Linked DNA regions of Zea mays: region 2 is linked to region 1. A link is a contact called in public Hi-C data. All regions are on one chromosome and are shown on one strand. Each heading gives the region's core, a stretch centred on a gene start, on an enhancer-like site or on the middle of the called end of the contact. The rest is flanking DNA. Distances are from core to core; before and after follow the strand shown. Region 1 holds the start of LOC100277532. Region 2 holds the start of LOC100286375 (40S ribosomal protein S10).

Region 1 (2,985 bases), core at 463-2,962:
GCTCGACCACCGTCGCTCTGGTCTGCATCGGGATCCTGACGTTCGTGTCTCTAGCCGCGCTCGTGGCGGCGGTGCGGCTGGTCCTGGCGAACCGGAGGACGACTGCGGAGCCGGACGCGGCGGAGGCGCTGGACGAGGAGGCGCCCCTGAGGTCGTACAGCTACCAGGAGCTGGATCACGCGACGTGGAGCTTCCGCGAGCCGCTGGGCCGCGGCGCGTTCGGCACGGTGTTCCGAGGCACGCTGCTTTACAGCGGCGGCGAGAAGGCGATCGCGGTGAAGCGGCTGGAGAAAATGGTGGAGGAGGGGGAGTTGGAGTTCCAGCGGGAGGTGCGCGCCATCGGGCGGACGAGCCACCGGAACCTGGTCCGGCTGCTGGGGTTCTGTCACGAGGGCGCCAACCGGCTGCTGGTGTACGAGTACATGAGCAACGGGTCGCTGGCGGAGCGTCTGTTCAAGAACAGCGGCGGCGGGGGCCCGCCGGGGTGGGACGAGCGGATGGGCATCGCGCTGGACGTCGCACGCGGGCTGCGCTACCTCCATGACGAGCTGGACAGCCGGGTGATCCACTGCGACGTGAAGCCGCAGAACATCCTGATGGACGCGTCGGGGACGGCCAAGATCGCCGACTTCGGGCTGGCCAAGCTGCTGCAGCCGGAGCAGACGCGGACGTTCACGGGGGTGCGCGGCACGCGCGGGTACCTGGCCCCCGAGTGGTACCGCGGCGCCGGGCCCGTGACGGTGAAGGCGGACGTGTACAGCTACGGCGTGGTGCTGCTGGAAATCGTGACGTGCCGGCGGAGCATGGAGCTGGAGGAGGCAGGCGAGGAGCGGACGCTCATGGAGTGCGCGCACGAGTGGTTGGTGCGCGGCGAGGTGTGGCGGGTGGTTGGCGGCGACGATGCCGTGGACGTCACGGAGGTGGAGCGGGCGGTTAAGGTGGCAGTGTGGTGCGCGCAGGCGGAGCCCCAGGCGAGGCCCGACATGAGGAGCGTCATCCTGATGCTCGAAGGGCTCGTGGAGGTGCCGTTCCCCCCGCCGCCGCCGGCATCCTTGTGATCCCCAGATACGGGTGGGGGATTGGAGGTGCGGCATCATCATTACACTTGTAAATGAAACAAGGTCGACACAGCAGTTTAAAAGGAAGACTAAATCATATAGGTCATTACACTTACAAATTGCAGGAATTACAAAACGATGAGTCGATCCTCGATCGATGTATGAGAAGAAATCAACGCGACAAACAGATAGTAGTAGTATAGTAGAAGAATAGAAAGGAAAAAAATTCGACGGGGTCGAGAAATTAGAGGAGGAAAATTGATCGAATCATATGTGGGTTGCTGACGGAGCAGCGATTATATCGAGCTGAAGCGATGAATGCGCTGGGCGATCAAGCCGGCGCGGCGCCGGCGGCACCGGCGCCCTGATCCGTGGAGCCGCACGCCTGGTTGCACATCTTGGTGCAGGCGGGGTCTTTCTTGCCGTTGGCGCAGCGCTCGTAGCAGTCGTCGTAGCAGCCGTACGCGGTGGCCACGGGCGCCGCCGCCGCCACCACCAGCAGGGCCACCAGGGCCAGCGCCACAATCCTCATGCTCTGCGCCATTATTGCTGGGCGGTGGTGATGTTCTTGCTACGGTTGGCGACGACGGATGGTGGTTTTTGCTATTGTGAGTGCTGCTGCTATGCTATCTTTGGGGAGCCTTGGCAATGTCGTCCCTGCATTGAGGTGGAGTGTGTGTATATATACAGCAAAGGAAAGGAAGGAGAGGAGGGGGTGGACATGAGTGTGGGGACGTGCGAGCTTCACGGGACATCAATGGCCGCATGTTCCAGCTCCAGGAGTCGGTGACGACGGCAAGCGCAAGCCAGACACGTGGCGTTGGCAGAAACGTATGAACCAGGGGAAGGGGAATGCCTCACATATGCAGATCTTGAACTTCTTCACCTTGCAAACATTGTCTAGAAGGCTTGCCGTATAAATCTTTTGGGCCAGCAATACAGTAGCTTATTGGGGGCGAAGACGAACATCCTACCCTTCGTTCGATGCCTTCGTCGCCTTGTCACTCCAACAAAGACTATATCCACAGAGCACGCCAGAGCAAGACGAAGGCGTCGAATGGGTGAAGAACGACGCGGTCTCCCTTCGAACTCTCCGTTGCAAGTCAAAGTCTACTAGTCTCACATTCTCACCGCGTACGGGTGGCCCATGCGAGTTTCAGCCCACTGTAACGGGCCCCGCGCGGATAAATGCATTACGGCCCGCGTTTGTAATAGCCTTTACTGTAATGATTGTCTGTAACCTCCCTCGTGCGAATATTCTGGAGACAAACCGGACACTTGAGGGCATAAACGTTTTTGACAAGGGACGAGTGGTCACTCGAGTGCCTATAAATACCCCCGTACAGTGCCATCACAGGGCCAAATATAATAGAGCTATTATTATCCCACGACAAGCTTTGCAAACACTATTTCCACTTTTCCATTGAATCAACTTAACCAGAAGAGCAACTTCCAACACAACTCTTGCAGAAGCAACAACCATACAAGGACAGAGCAAGAAACGCAAACAGGTGAAACGACACCAAACATTTCAGTCGTTTTCAGGAGTTCTAAATATACTGCTATCCACTGCTTAGCTAATGTCTGACGCCGTAGTGAGGACAGCAGCGCTGGTACAGTGGTACCCCATCTGTCAACTACACGGGCCATTTTTTTTATGTAGTCTGACTAACCAGTTTTTACGACGCTGGTAAAACATAAACGGAGTTTTATTTTAGTTTCTCAAACACACAGTTGCCTATCTTTGATAGGAGTCATTTCTCAGGTTTTTGCAGCTTCCTTTCTTTTGTGATTGTTCCCCATTTCTCAGGTTTGTGACCACTGCTTCATTGGGTCAACAACAACGTCAGTAGGTCGTTCTCCCAATTGGTATTTATCAAGTTGATTATTCAGTTTCAGTTCAGTCACTTAAATTCATGCTAGGCTC
Region 2 (2,858 bases), core at 11-2,510, 320 kb after region 1:
TCCAGTCATCGATTGATGCAGACACAAACTGAGTTCAAAGTAGCACGCACTGTCTCCTATCCTATCTGAAAGCGACGCGGAGCGAGGTGACGGATGTGGAGGAGAAACTGAAGCTGCAAGTACTAGGCCGCGGCCCATGACTAGCTCCAGAAAGTAAAGCTTTTCTTTGCGTCGATCGATCACGTACACGCCTCGCTGGCTGTTTCAGTTAAACGCCGTCACTGTCGACTACTTGTTGTGTGGTCTGCATACTTTGCATCTCTTTGCTCCTTGACCAGGAGCAAAAGTTGATCTTTTTTTTTCTTTTTTCAGTCTTCACATCGATCACAACATTGCCAATCATCCTGTCATCATCATACATGTGTTGATGTGTAGGCCCCATGTACGATGCGACTAGACTAGCCATGCATCTCGAGTATATAAGCAGCAGTAAGAGCAACTTCAAAAGGAAATGATATTTTTTTTTTAAAAAAAACTGATCACAAGGGACATACTAAAATAAAGTTTTAGGGATGGAAGAAACTGTTACTTCAGCAATCCGCAAAATATTAAACAACTGACGCGGATGAGTCCGATGATAAAAAGAAATATTGTGGTTCTATCCAAAGACATTGAGTCCTTATACGAGACAGAATAGTGGGGTATCATGAAAAGAAATTATTATAAGAGAATTCTACAAATGAACATTGCTATTTCAGACGAATATATATATATATATATATATATATATATATATATATATATTACATATGTTTCTGTATTTTTTAAAGTTAGTGTATGTCCGGCTACCTAATGTAGCTGTCTTGTCTCCCTCCATCCAGCTACCTCCATTCATTCGGCCCCTGCACTCGTCGTAGGCTCGTAGCTAGCGTCACAGGACGGGTGTCGATGGCGTCCACACGAGGGACGAGCAAATATGAGGGAAATGAGGCTGTAAATAAGGGACGTGAAGTTTTCGGGATAAAAAAAGATCTGTTAGACTAATTAAAAAGCGAATATTTCTCTAATATTAATTTTGGGGTTAGTTTAGGGTTTTTTTAAAGTCGCTCTAAGTACTAATCTATCTCCTACCCTAGCGACATCTGAATCTGAATTCCGATGAGAATGTCCTCCCGCATTTCACAGGCCCAATGCCTAGCCCAGCTTACTTCCTACTACGTCTTATGGAAATGGGCCGACTTCAACCTGTAACGAAGAGAGGGACCCGTGCGGCCCAGGTCCGCCTCTCCCTATATACCAACTCGCCACAAATGTAGGGTTTTCTGTCCGCGCCACCGCTCCTCGACCCCCGCCCAACACTCCCAGCCGTCACGCCGTCGCCGCCGCGAGTCCTTCATTCACCATGGTGAGCGCCTCTCATCGATTCCATTACCTCGTCTGTTGGTTCATTACCAATGCTTCTTCTAACGTGATTTCCATCCCTTCCTCCGTTCGCAGATCATCTCCAAGAAGAACCGCCGCGAGATCTGCAAGTACATCTTCCATGGTGAGCTCCTTCTCCTCCCTCTTCGCCCGTCCCCCTAGGCGCGCCCAATATAAGATTATTTCATTAGATTTAGATACCAATTCAGACATTACAAGCATTAGCAATATTCGGATCGTGTACGACCCAAGCCCGTCCTTGTCTTAGATTGAGAACCGTTCAACTTTATGTTGCAGAGGGGGTTCTATATGCCAAGAAGGACTACAACCTGGCCAAGCACCCCAAGCTTGACGTGCCCAACCTGGAGGTGATTAAGCTCATGCAGAGCTTCAAGTCCAAGGAGTATGTCAGGGAGACCTTCTCCTGGCAGTACTACTACTGGTACCTCACCAACGATGGCATTGAGCACCTCCGCAGCTTCCTCAACCTGCCGTCAGAGGTTGTGCCCAACACCCTCAAGAAGTCCTCCAAGCCCCCGTCCCGTCCCTTTGGCTCTGGCCCACCGGGTGACCGCCCCAGGTACATTTGTCACACTAGAGTTGTTTGCAGTTCTGTATTCTGACACCAGATTTTCACATGATGATAATTGAACTCGTCATTGCTGCCTGCTATTTTGACAGTCATTGTGAATTGTTCCAGAGCCTACAAATTTTGTTTCGTATGCATCTAATTTTGAAATTGCCATAAGGCTTCTACATTTACTTTTGTACATTATATCATATTCCTGGATTGCTAGTAGAGTTTCACCATGAAGCCATGGTTACTTACCTATTATGTTTATTTGACAGGGGTCCCCCTCGCTTTGGGGAAGACAGACCTAGGTTTGGGGATAGGGATGGTTACAGAGGAGGTCCACGAGGTGCAATGGGTGATTTTGGTGGTGAGAAGGGTAGTGCTCCTGCGGATTTCCAGCCATCTTTTAGGGTAAGTTCTAGAAAACTGCGCGCATCTCACATATTTTTTTGTTTACATTGGTTTCTTAACTCACAAATGTCCAGTTCGTTTCAAGAAAACAAGCTTATTTTTTGCACAACTTGTCCAGCTTTGTTACTCCCGCTCTCTTCCAAATTATTAGATGTTTTTTTTCTAGATTCGTGGTTTTTGCTACGCACTTGGATATACAGTATGTCTAGTTACATAATAAAAGGGATGCATTTAGAAATGTCAAAGTGTCTTATAATTTGAACCGAGGGAGTACTTAAGTTTGTGTGTAGTAATCCGCTTGAGCCCCTTTGGTATATCCATGCATGTTCATGTCTTTGTGCTGGTAAACTCCAAACTGCCTTTATAAGTTATGGTAGTGTGGTTTGCTGTTGGTAAGCAGGTGGGATATTCTTTTTGACCTCTATGTGGCAAGTCATTGTAAATACAGCATTTTCTTAAACATTTCTGGACTGCTAACAGTGCTCTTGCTGCTAATGCAAGCAAATATAGC

What was found. Hi-C and Micro-C count contacts between places; a contact is called where the count stands out from the background.
Region 2: a Hi-C map of tassel shows a contact between it and region 1, with 2.9 times the contacts expected there. The contact joins the promoter of LOC100286375 here to the promoter of LOC100277532 in region 1. A contact is called at or near these places in 3 of 25 Hi-C or Micro-C datasets (ear, endosperm and tassel).

What each region holds. Positions count from the first base shown.
Region 1 is chr3:148,183,385-148,186,369 of Zm-B73-REFERENCE-NAM-5.0, forward strand. LOC100277532 reads right to left here and starts at 1,713. Exons shown (of 1, transcript NM_001328677.3): 1 at 1,135-1,713. The coding sequence starts at 1,602. The coding sequence ends at 1,390. It overlaps LOC103650703 (G-type lectin S-receptor-like serine/threonine-protein kinase LECRK1), which reads left to right. Exons shown (of 1, transcript XM_008676271.4): 1 at 1-1,325. The coding sequence ends at 1,058.
Region 2 is chr3:148,501,570-148,504,427 of Zm-B73-REFERENCE-NAM-5.0, forward strand. LOC100286375 (40S ribosomal protein S10) reads left to right here and starts at 1,261. Exons shown (of 5, transcript NM_001159262.2): 1 at 1,261-1,345; 2 at 1,438-1,486; 3 at 1,660-1,942; 4 at 2,212-2,347. The coding sequence starts at 1,343.